2 separate regions of the Zea mays genome follow, and region 2 is linked to region 1. Evidence: chromatin contacts called from public Hi-C data. All regions are on one chromosome and are shown on one strand. The core of a region is the stretch at or near the end of the contact, and the rest is flanking DNA. Distances in the headings are between cores, read along the strand shown. Region 1 has its middle 47 kb from the start of LOC103641120. Region 2 has its middle 64 kb from the start of LOC100240697.

Evidence for each region. A called contact is a pair of places that touch in the nucleus more often than the background predicts.
Region 2: a contact with region 1 is called in a Hi-C map of ear, with 2.9 times the contacts expected there. The contact joins two enhancer-like sites. A contact is called at or near these places in 4 of 25 Hi-C or Micro-C datasets (ear, endosperm, leaf and 1 more).

Annotation. Positions count from the first base shown.
Region 1 is chr10:60,727,170-60,733,727 of Zm-B73-REFERENCE-NAM-5.0, forward strand. No RefSeq gene overlaps it. Among protein-coding and RNA genes, the nearest start is that of LOC103641120, 47 kb to the left of the region's middle. Within about 2 kb of position 3,677, at least 9 of the 20 cell types and tissues checked have an H3K27ac peak or open chromatin away from gene starts, as enhancers often do. A contact at or near this core is called in ear, leaf and tassel, where this site is marked.
Region 2 is chr10:60,828,812-60,835,369 of Zm-B73-REFERENCE-NAM-5.0, forward strand. No RefSeq gene overlaps it. Among protein-coding and RNA genes, the nearest start is that of LOC100240697, 64 kb to the right of the region's middle. Within about 2 kb of position 3,565, at least 17 of the 20 cell types and tissues checked have an H3K27ac peak or open chromatin away from gene starts, as enhancers often do. A contact at or near this core is called in ear, leaf and tassel, where this site is marked.

The DNA of each region.
Region 1 (6,558 bases), core at 2,427-4,926:
CGTTCCTAAAGGGATGAAGAGTCTGGGTGTGTGTGAATTTTTCTTACCTTCGGCATACATTTGCATAATGCATTACATCATAATTTGCATTCATACAAGCATTCATTATAGACATATTAGCTTCATTGCATCATGGCATTATGCACAAGGAATTAATGACAAGTTTACGATGCTTCGTTGTGAACAAAAAGAAGGGAAGGTGTTTTTCACCTATCAGCTCAAAAAACAATAACGTGGTTTCATCCACAGCAAAGCAAACAATAACAGAGGAAGGTAATATTGCAAGGTAACAGTACACATTTACAAGGAATGTTTGCATTACATTGTTTTTCCATCTAAATACAATTTTACACAAAAATTACAAGAATGTTTTCAGGGCTTTGCCAGAAATCTATAGCTTCGACTCTCCAGACTCCACCAACGTCATCTTCAGCTTCGACTCTTCATTCTCCACCGATGTTAGTCTGAAAATAGCATCATATGAATACTTAGTAACAACAAGCAGGAAGGAAGCAGAAGTAAAGATATTTTCATACTTCGTCAAGAAGAGCTCGAGCTTCGTTTCCAGCCATTTCCTGGCCGCCTTTCGTCCAAATCTGGGTAACGAATCTGTTACCCAAACTTTGGGCTTCACTAGGAATATTATCATGGTCAGTCGGGGAAATGTTGAAGGTAGGTTTATTAACAGTTTTCAAGTGACTGCATCCGGCTTTAGCGAAAATTGTAGCAGTTCATCGGGTAGCCACTAGAGCGCAAAAGTCGTTGTGCCCCACAATAACTTCGCTGAAATCATTGATCTCTTTCTCAACATATTCAAGCGTTTTTGGAATGTTGTTGGCAGAATGATACGCATCCTCTGAAACTGCTCCAACTGAGTTGAAGATTTCTCGCAGTCGTGAAGAACATCGAGTTGCAAATTCAAAGCAGGTGTCCCGAAGTACTCTTAAAGCTTCAGACAATTTGGAACTTTTTTCTGCTTCGGCTTTAATCTTTTGCTTCAATTCTTTGGCTTCATGCTCAAAACGGATTACAATTTCTTTAAAAGTTGACCTTACTTGATCAAGTTCTTTGCTCAACCATTCCAACTGTTTGTTTTGATCAGAAATCTGTATGGCTTGGCTTGCCCAACTTTCATGAAGCTTCGGAATACCACCACTTCATTTTTCTCAGGGAGAGGAACGTTGTTTTCACCTCCAATCCTCACTATAGACACATCGTGAAAATACTTGCTCTTCATGGCCTCAACATGTCCCTTCTTCATAGTTGATTTTCCAAAAACCACATGACTTGGCCTCCATAGTCGCTCTTCGGCATCAACTGCACCGCTATCAACATCAAAATCCTCGTTGTCCTCCGAATCTTCAGATAGCCCAGCCAGGATCTCATCAGTTATCTTATCTTTTCAATATTGGTCTTCTCCATGGCTTCGTAAAATCCAGCCAATGCGGGGTCTTCGCTTCTCTTGTCTTCGTCCATCTCAAATTAACTTCGATTAAAGAAAAAAGCCGAAGCTCGAAAACAGTTGTACTTACCGTGGCAGTAAACTAAGGTAGTGTTTGGTTGAGGAGCCAACTAGAACGGAGCCGTTCCATCCCTGATTCTAGGAACGGAGCCGCTCTGTTCTGTGTTTGGTAATCTGGAATGGAGCGGTTCTGTTTTTTGTTTGGTTGCAGAGTGAACGGAACGGAGCGTGACTGTGAGAACGGGATTGGAACGGAGCGGCTCTGTCCCATTGATTTTTTGGAGCGGAATGGTTCTGGATCTGAGGAGAATATTCCCTAACTGGAGCCATTCCGTTCTAGTTACTTTGTAACCAAACAACAACAAAACTGGGACAGAACGGTTCCGTTCTACTTGGCTCTTCAACCAAACACTACCTAAGAACAAGCTAGCAGAAAGTTGATAGCACGAAAACAATTTCATCACAACCCTCATATATATATATATATATATATATATATATATATATATATATATATATATGCAGAGCACCACTGCAAAGTGCCCCCCACGATTCAGAAGGTTTCGCTATTCTATTGAAGGGAAGATGTTTTTTTGGATCTTCGCATAAGGCCTTCGTTCATTTCACAGTCTGAATTTGTTACATAGAAACAAACTAATACTGTGAGGGGCTACTGTTGGGGGCTTCGTCTTCTGAAGGTCGTCAAAAACATGACTAACCATCTGTTATCAGCATATTGCCAAGTATTACAGGAGCTTCAGAACCAGAATAGCTTCGACGCGGAACGGTGGAAGCGTAACAAAGGTAGCTTCGTCATAACAACACGGTAATATGATACATGGAGAAGGTGTTATCAAAGTCACTGAGGACAAAAGACAATGTTAATCTCTGAGGTAATAAATGTAATATCGTACGAAGTTGTATGACTCCCTATAAATAGATGAACAATATCCTGCATAAAGTACCTTTTGATGGACTGTACAGTTGCTGTGTAATTCTCTCTCTACGTCATCATTGTAATTCTTTCTACAGTGCCGAAGGTATAATTGTAAAGTTAATTTACGAAAGGAGGAATATATTATGAAGATAGGATAATTGAATTATCATATTCAAACTCTTTCATATTCATTATACGTTCATTTATTCACCTAACATTTAACCTTTGTCGCCGAAGGTGTTACCCTGAAGGGACAACTCCTTCATGACGAAGGTTATCTGTCTTTTTAATATTGTGTTGCCTTATTTTTTATTGTGTATAGTAATCAAGAACGAGTGACCAAAATTATCCTTTCAGGATAATTCCTTCGGAGACGAAGGTTAGATGTTAGGTGAATAAATGAATATACAAGGAATATAAAAGAGTTTAAATATGATAGCTCAATTGAGATATATCAATAACATGTTCCCCTTTTATAAATTAACTTTACAATTGTACCTTCGGTTCTTCAGAGAGAATTAGAATCAAGGTGTTGTGAAGAGAGAATTACACAACAATTGTCTAGTCCACCAAAATGTACTTATTTATGCAGGGCACTGTTCATCTATTTATAGAGAATAGTACAACTTCATATGAAATTACACATATGTCCTTAAGAATTACACACAAGGTTTACAAATGGTACGGGGATAACATTGTCTTCTATCTTCAGTTTTCATGATGACACCTTCTCATTACACCATCTTCCCATTGTTATTATGACGAAGCTACATTCGTTACTCTTCCATCATTTTACACTGAATGTGGTCTGATTCTGAAACTCCTGCAATGCTTCACAAATATGCTGATGACTAATGGTTAGTCCGTGTTTTTAGGACCTTTGGAAGACGAAGGCTACCAACATGTACCTCTGTAGCATGGTTCGTCGCTTCGTTGACTAGCTCTGTGCGTGTGTTCGGTTACCCGTATGGAGTTGGTTCGGCCTGTACTGTATGCACAGATGTAACTCGCGTATTTGCGGCTACATGCGTGGATACGGGAGAAAGTTATGTATCCGCTAGTTCAGACTCAAGCGAGCCCGCCTTTATAGACACATGTATCAATCACACGATATGTGACCATGTCGTGTCCGCGCTAACATCCACACACACGCAGTTTATTATTTGCTGCTAGTCGACCTCTTTGTAAAACTAGCTACATGCATAGTAGCATGTGATCCACGTGCATAGCTACAAAGCTGGTCACTTTCACAGCCAGCGGTGCGCTCGTGGGATTCCTGTGCCTGTTAGTTGCCAGCAGCCAGCAGACAGCAGGCATTGGGTCTGCCGGACTATTGCTGGCTAAACTTTAGCAGGGGCAAACCAAACGGGGCGGGACGATGCTACACTACCATACATTTCATTTTCGTTCCAGGCGGAAGGCGAAGTCATGAAGACGCCGCGAGTCCTGCGAAGATCAATAAATATAGCAGCCATGTGGAGAGCAGGGGTTACAATTTCGTTTTCTAATTTTCGAAAACCGATTTATTGACAAAAAAATATTTTTTTATGTTTTCAAACGTTAAATTGAAATATAATAAAAACCGTTTCTCGGTGAGTACCAAAATTTTACCGGTTACCGTTACTCAGCGAGTAGGATTTTCATCCCTAGTGGAAAGATGATAGCTAAGGCTATCTCCAGCAGTTTACTCAACCACATCTTTTATTTTAAATTCCACATATAAACAATATTGTCTGTAATACGACTATATATATGAACTACTAGTCATATAGCCTAAGGCCTTGTTCGGTTATTGATATTACATGTGTATTGGAGTGTATTGGGTGGGATTGTGATGGATTTTGACTTGTTATGGATTTAAACCGGCTCAATCCCACCCAATACATGTGTATTATCACCAAAACGAACAAGCCCTAAAAAGGAGATCAATCGTACTGGGAAAAATAATTTATTTATATGGGAAGTATATATAACCAGAGAAAACCAACCGTCCATAGAGGAAATGAAAAGAACATAATGAACACTACCATAGAAATAGTCTATGACATCGGTTTGAAATCGGCTACCTACTATCAATCGAGACTAAGTGGTATTTGATTTTTAGGGACTAATTTTTAGTTTTTAGAGACTAGAGAAATATAATTCTATTTTAGTTTTTGTATTTATCAATTTAGGAAAAATAAAATAAAATAGAAGAACTAAAAATTAGTTCCTAGAAACCAAACACCTTTTTAGTCCTAGAACTAAAGGATGCCAAAGCATAAAATAAATAGTCTAAGACATACATGTGAAATATTTGTGTGTGGCATGCTAGGATTCGAAGTGAAGACTTGGCTTTACACGTTATCTTTACCACTCGACTATAGAGTTAGTTTTGGACTAAAAACAGATGCTTTGCTTTATTTTAATTTTATAAGAACTTTTAGTACCGGCTTCCTCCGTTCTTTTTATTTATCTTTATCGAGAACGAAGGTAATATTATTTAGTAGAGGTTATCAACTTCAATCGATACTAAAGGTTTAATGTTGTTTGGGTGTTACCGACCAGTACTAAAGTAAACTCGTACTGGTTTTTAATACAGGTCGATTCTAATTTCTAAACCTTGCTTGAAACCATATCTGTTATCAATCGGTACCAAAGCTTACTTTAATACCGATTCTAATTTAACTAAAACTAATGTTACTGTCAAAGTCCATTTCTGTAGTAGTGAAATCTTAGATGTACTTTGTTACATTTTTAATGGCTCGGATTCAAATATGATTTATTTTTTATGAAAATTATACTTTTGGGTTCATGTGCACTAGAAATTATCTTATAGTAGACAAGCATCAGAAATTGATGGATATGAACATTTGCAAAAAAAAAAAAAATTGAGATTCATCAAACTCAATCTAGAAGAGTTCATATGAAAATAAATTTTAGGTGTACATACATTGGAAGGCTTTTAGAAACTTGTTTGCTCTGGTGTATATGCATCTAAAATTGGTAGTTGTTTGAATATCAAATTTACAATAATATATATCTGCCTATGATGGATGTGCAAAGTTTCATTTATAAATAAAATATCTAAGTAATTTTTTTAAAAGATTTCAATGGCTCCACCGAGTAGACGTTTTGCACTACGTATTTTTTCTATCTATTAAGACTTAGTCCAACAACAGCATTGTCGGCGTTTCGAGACAGGGGGGTCCCTAAGCCGACGAGTGAGTGTGCTGCGTGCCCCAGCCCAGATGGGTCGAGCGCGTGGGCGAGCGCGGAGGGGGGAGAGGCGAGGCGGCCGGAGCCGAGCGTGAGAGAGGTGGAAGTCCCGCGGCCTTCGTGTTCGTCCCGCGCCCAGGTCAGGTGCGCTTGCAGTAGGGGGGTTACAAGCGTCCACGCGGGTGAGGGAAGCGAGCGGCCCCAAGAGAGCGCCTGTCCCGTCCTCGGTCCCGCGCGGCCAACCCTCTCTGAGAAGGCCCTGGTCCTTCCTTTTATAGTCGTAAGGAGAGGACCCAGGTGTACAATGGGGATGTAGCAGAGTGCTACGTGTCTAGCGGAGGGAGAGCTAGTGCCCTAGGTACATGCCGATGTGGCAGCCGGAGAGATCTGGGCATCCTGCTGGCGTGATGTCGTGGCTATCGGTGGTGCGGCGGAGCCTGATGGAGGGACAGCTGTTGGAGCGGTCGAGTCCCTGCTGACGTTGTCCTGCTGCCGTAAGAGAGCTGGGGGTCGCCGTCGTCATAGAGCTCGTGGAGCGCCATCATTGCCCCTCTGGCGGAGCTGGCCGGACGAGACGCCGGTCTTGTTCTCCGTGACCCGAGTCGATTCGGGGTAGGGTGATGATGACGTTTCCTGTTGACGTGGCGGTCTGTGCTCTAGGCAGGGCGACGTGGGGTTTCCTCCGAAGCCGAGGTTGAGTCTTGCCTTCAGTTGCCGTGGCCGAGCCCGAGCCAGGGGGTCGGGCGAGGCGGAAGTCGTCCGGCCGAGGCCAGGGCGGAGTCCGAGCCCTGGGGTCGGGCGAGGCGGAGTTTCGTCGTCTTCCGGGTCTTAGCCTGAGTCCGAGCCCTGGGGTCGGGCGGAGCGGAGTTCGCCATCTTCCGGGTCTTAGCCCGAGTCCGAGCCCTGGGGTCGGGCGGAGCGGAGTTCGCCGTCTTCCGGGTCTTAGCCCGAGTCCGAGCCC
Region 2 (6,558 bases), core at 2,315-4,814, 100 kb after region 1:
AATATGATTGAATGACAAACCTAGTGTTGTGTATATCTGTATGAACGAGTACCCCTTTGAATATGGATGAATGATATAGCTTGGTTGTATTGTTAAAACATTCGAAACATTGTATTGTGTATATGGACGAATAACACTTTGTATTGCAGCATGATATGTTTTTTATTTGAATGATCTATATCGAGATTAAAATGAAAAATGAAAACGGTGAATCTTGCCTTATGGTTCTTTTTGGTAGGAAAACTGAAATTTAAATTACAAGCAGCCAGCATAATAAGGTCGACTACAATAAAGTTCTTTTTTTGCAAGCAAAATAACAAAATAACTTAGTCAACCGTCTACATAAAAAGATCTTTGTAAACGGCTGACTTAAGACATCGACTTGAAAAAAGCATATATTTGTAACCGATTGACTTAAGTAAACCACTTGTTAAGGTACCTTTACAAACGGTTGCCATAAGTTAGCCCCCTATAAAGGCCATCTTTGCAAGTGACTAATATAAGCCAGCCGTTTGCAAAGATAGGCTCTAGACAAACGGTTGTGCTAAGTCAGCCACTAACAAATGTTGATCTTTGTAAACGGTTCTAAATGCTTCGCTTGCAAAGATTGTGATTTTCATAAGCATATAAATGGTAGTGGACTCGTCCTCCGCTTATATATAGATCCTTTTAATGTCGCTTGTTAGAACCTTTTACATAGTAGTGTGAATTTTTTATGATATATATGGCATCCATAATTTGATTAGGCATAAAATCAAAGTGTTCTAGTATTAAGGCACGTGTCAAATTATAGAATACGTCGTTATAAAAAAATTCATTCCTTTGTAAACCAGCAACATATTTTGCTTGTAACTTTAGTTTTTATAGTACCTATATACAATTTAAATATCAAGTTCCAAGATTTTCTTTCAAGGCAGCAGAAAATTGTTGTTCTAATATTTTGATATAACGATACTAAAAAATTGTCACACTGACGATAATAAGTTTCATCTCCAGCATGTCATATAAGCAGTCATAAAAAGTCATGTTTTGTATTGTAAATTACAATGTTTATAGAGTAGAGTTTGAAATAAAGAGATAAAAAGTCTGGGAGACCTCCTCCCTTCGGAGCCCTAGTCAACATCGGTCATGGTTGTCATTGGAGAAAGTTATTGGTGATGTCATGTTCCAAACTGGCGGCGCGTTTGAGTTTGAACCAACGACAATCAGTTGATTACTACCGTTGGTCTCGCAAATGATCGAATCGGTGGTGATGATGTCTTGTTCATCACTATGCACGCACTGTGCTTGAGTCGTTTAATCAAACGGTGATGTGTTCTAATATTAAATAGGTGGTGGAACTTTTATCACTGTCAGGGCTACTTTGGAAACATTAAGGCCCCGTTCGTTTACACAGGATTACACCAGGATTTATTCCAGCTAATCAAAACTTATATAAATTAGAGAAACAATTCAGATAGAAATTATTCCAGGCCTCCATTCCGTAGTAACCGAACGGCCCCTAAGGGCATGTTTGGTTTGTGGTTAACTGCGTCACACTTTGTCTAAGTTTAGTCGTTCGAAATTAAAAACTAATTTTAGGCAGAAAAGTTAAGCAAAATGTGGCAAGTTAGCCAGCGAACCAAACTAGCCCTCAGTCTATAAGTGTGTCACGCGTTGCGTTGAGAGAGCATATTTGTTTAAACTGGGCTGATAGTCAACGGTAATTGTTCTGATCTTTGATCTCTAATACCCGAGATTTCGTTGTCAACATGCATGACGTGCGCTGGTGCCGCGCGAAAAAAAAACCCGGAAAAGAAAACTAGAAACGAATCGGAAACACGAGCTCACGAGAAAAAGCTCAGAAATCGCCCGTGTATGTGATATCCACGTGCGCCTTGTTTGAAAAAAAAGTCTGGAACAGGAAACCGCCAGAGATGGGAAAGAAATTCAAAACTGCTCGTGTGCGTGACATACAACGTGCGCCTGTGGAAACAAAAAAAAGTCGGGAACACCAAAACCTTCTGCGCATGAGGTAGGATTATATTAGCGGCCGCCTCACAAAAAACTATGAAAGGTAATCATTTTAAGAGCAAATTCAACAGATTAATCAAAAAATAATTATATTTACTGATTTAGCTACTCTATATTGATAGACTAGTGCAACGGACTAGATAAATTCAGAACACAAGTGAAGCATACTATTAAATAGAGAGTGGATGTGTAAAAATAGAGAGCTAAGATATTTGAAGAGTTATTTATAAAGTCTACGTGTTTCTTTTAAAAGTAGCCAAATTTATTATTATAAAACGATCTGGCTGGTATCTTAGAGTTGTTCTAATTGGGCTTCTCTACTACTCCTACCTCCTCTCCAGTATTACATGTTTAATAAAGAAAGCAAAGTTGACGTCAGCAACAAACAGGAATCCCCAGGTGCATTAGTCACGATCGTTACCATGCGGAATCGGAAGACATGCGCGCATCTGCGTCTACGTGTCCCTACAGGAACCCAAAGGGAAAAAAACGATAGAAGTCGTACTTGACTCGTGTAAGACGACCTGCATATCTACGTGTCCCTTGGGGAGTCCAAACAAGAAAAAAAAAACGAAGGTTCATATTTTACACTAATGCATTCGCGTAGACACGCGCGTTGGAGTAATTGTTTTAGCATGAGAACAAGTTTGTTTTTAAATTATGCATCCACCACTTTATTACTGTACTACTACTTCACAGATCCTTTTTATATATATAGAAGTGAGTAATGTGCTCTAAATTTAAATATGGGATCTTTTTAGAATCGGGTTATATTTTTATTCATATTTAATTAAAATTATTAAGGGCCAAGAAACCGCCACCATGGATAAGGAGCACTGTAGGAAGAGGTGGCAATAGTGGTTTAATTTAGCATGTAAATCAATATGAATAATCCAAGTAAATTCCAAGGAGAAAATCCGTATCCAAACAAACCAATAACAATCGAAGTGTTTGTATAGCTAAAAAAATAAGATTTTTTCAAAAAATATATGTGGTCGGTAGATCAAATCTAAATCAAATGGTTTTCCTTCTCAACCCATTTTTAAAATCACAACTTCAATTACAACTACAATTTCTTTGTACAATTTTGACCAAGTCAACACCATGACAAGGATGATTTGAAAGAAATCAAATGCTTTCAAAAAAAATGAATTCAAGCTCTGCTGAAATTTAACCCTGTAACTTTTTTCAAACATGTTGTCATTTAACTTTAAAACCTGAAATCTAAACTCCTACTCACCTCCATCGAAAAAGGTTCACAAGAAAAACTGTGCATTCACGGTGCATGAGTGAGAGTAACTTGAGTTGATTTTTTTATGGGAGTTTAGCCTATTAAATTTGATTGTTTTTAGGTTAAAATCTCCTCTCAAAAGTTACATTGGAATACCTGAAGGGAAGAGAAATATAACCCATCTTGCCTCCTAGCCGAATAGGCCTCACTTCGTTCCTCCCTCTCCATTTTCCGTCAGGCTCCTTCAAGATCCCTCAGCCCATCAGCTCTCCCTCGCGGGTCGCGACGCCAGGCCTAGTTTCTCTCTCGCCCCCACAGGGCACAGGCCAACTTCCGTCCTCCCACCCCTCTACCCGCATATCCTAGATGGACAGAAACCTAGCTCGCTTTCTCTGTCTTTCCACTTGGGCCGAAGCCTCTTCTCCACCTCTCTAGCGCAACGGCGTAAGTCTGCTAGGGCTCAGCCCAGCTCGCCGCTGCACTCTAGGGCATATGGTTTTTTGCATTTACGGTGTAAGCATGATACACAAGTTTTAGAAGTTTTTTTGCAACTGTTTGTGTCAAAGTGTTCATAAATAGAACACGTGTCAACTAAGTTTTATAAACATTCAATTATAACTCTCCAATTTACACCATATAGATAAATTTCTTTATTATTTTCATTTAAACGTTGTTACACACATTCATATAGGTATTTATTTATTTTGGAATAGCAAATTTATTTTTTTGGCATGTTTACAATTGTATATCAATTAAATTAGTTATTGCGTACATGTTTATAGAAATTTTAAAAGAATATGTAAATGTGATTAAAAAAACTCCAAAATTTAACATGGACACATATCATTATGATAAAAATATGGCACAAAAGTTTTAGAAGATTTTGCAACTGTTTTTTTGTCAAAGTGCTAACAAGTACAACATATCTCAATTAAGTTTCATAAATATTCAACTACAACTCTTCACTTTAGACTATATAGATAAATTTATTCATTATTTTCATTTAAATTTTGGTACGCACGTTCATATAGGATATTCATTCATTTTGAAATGGCATATTTATTTATCATGCCACATTTACTATTTTATATCAATTTTATTTTACTTGTATATGTACAAATGTGAGTACTTTGATTTGGCTTCTGAAACGTCATTACTTTGATTTGGTAGTTTCAAAATATTATTCATACAATTTTAGTTGATTTCATTATGGGGATCATGGGGAATCTACTTTGATTTAAGTTCACTTTGACTATCCCTATACTTGTACTTAAATTAAATCCACCTCAATTAAATTGTAAGATATATAGTTTGAGTTGAATTGAGTAAATATCCTAATACGAATATAGATTCTAACTATCTATTTTATATTCGCATCCAAGGATATTTGGATCCGTATTTGTATTTGATTAAAATATGATAAATTATGATATTCTAATTCAGATCCGTGTGTATTCAATCCACTTACACCCAACCTGGAGGCTAGAACGTATCTGCCCTCAGAACCGTTGTCGCAAGCCTACACTCCTTGACATTAGCGCACACCTGCTCCCCCTATATGACAGTCACACGTCTCGATGGAAGCACGAACACCCAAGAGGGATGGCCTGGCCTGCTACAGAATCCTCATAGCCACTAGAACAATAGCAGACACAGTCAGTCATGACTCATGGCCAAGCCATAGCTGCCTGTCCTAGTGTTCTTTGACCGGTTGCATCCACCTCCACTTGTCCACAGCCTTGCCCTGGCCGGACAGAGCTACCTCCCATTGTCCACAGCCGGGCGGGCGGTGTTGATTGCAGGCAGCAGCGGAGTCAGCTCAAAATCAAAGCCCGGGCACAGTTATAAACTTATAATGTTTACTTAAGGTCTAAAATCAATTATATACTAATAATTTCAAAAGAACAAGTAACATTATAGTCAACTATATACTAATCAATACTTCAATTCAAATTTAAATCATCAATTCATCAATACGTTGATACTTCAAATCAATTAATCAAACAATGTGCTTCCACAAATTTACTCTACTAGGGCTTCCACTAATTTTATAATAAGACCGAAATGTAAATATTAAGCGGCAGCTGAAACCACAAACCCACAACTAAACCGAAGATGCATGTGTTGATGAAACCTAATGCACCTAGATATGTCTGCCCATGCATCTCCTACACTCCTACTCGTACCCAAACGGAACCCAAGCTAGCCTAGCAAAATCTGTTCAAATGCAAAATCGTCGAGAACAAGCAATCGACACAAAGAAATGAATAAAATGGATATCGCAATCAAACAATTGGCGAGCTCAAGACCGTACGGTGGAGCTAGAAGCTGTTAGGCATGGTGTGCTCGAGGACTTCGTCACGGCCTTTAGCGCCACTAGCCTGTTTGGTTCGGTGTCAATGAGGGATGGGACAGGATCAACCCTGGATTGACCCCATCCCTGACTCTGGACCTCCAAACCAAACATGGGTCAAGTTAGAATAATCTCACCACATCCCTCTTCATCCTTTCTCATCCATCCATCCAAACACTACCTAAGGCTCTAAGGGTAGCATGCCGTTCTGCCTTCGTTCAATCTGGATCGTTCATCGCTGTTGTTCAATCTGGATCGTCCATCCGCATCGCTGTTGTTCAATCTGGATCGTCCATCCGCGCGCGCAAAAATTCGATTGTAGCAGGGACGTTTATTAATACCACTAACTGATTACACAAGCTGACTGTTTTCTCTGTAGCAGGCACGTTTATAAGTTGCTACCGCACTCTTTTGCTGGCCGATGTGGTACCATTTATTTGCGCCGCGGTAGAGAACATGCGTCGAATTTATTTGGCTGACCGATATGAGGCCCATCTATCAATTCAATTGTATACCGCTAAGGCCCAATCGCTCAGTCAGCTCCACTCCCGCGGCATCCATCACCACGGCCTCCACTTCTCCGAGTCAGTTCCCCTCCGCGCCCACAACCCCCGCCGCGCCCACCCCCACTCCCGATGCGTCCGCCCCAACGCCGATAGTCCTCGCCCCTCCCCGGACAGGGCCAAGGAGGAGCAGTACGGCCAGCCCCTGCAGGCTGAGTTCTCCTCCCCCTCCCCGGACTCCGGCGGTGGCTCCTGCGTCACCACCGAGTCCGACGAGGACGCCTCCTCGCCTTCCCCGGACGTGGTGCGGCGTAGCCTGGCGCTGGCGCCGCAGGAGCGCGCTGTCCTCCTGGAGCGGGAACACTCGCTGCCGCCGTCGCAGGCCGTGGACGGCGACGACGACGACGACCTGGACGCCACGTGGAATGCCATCATGCAGAAGACGCGCCCGGTGGATC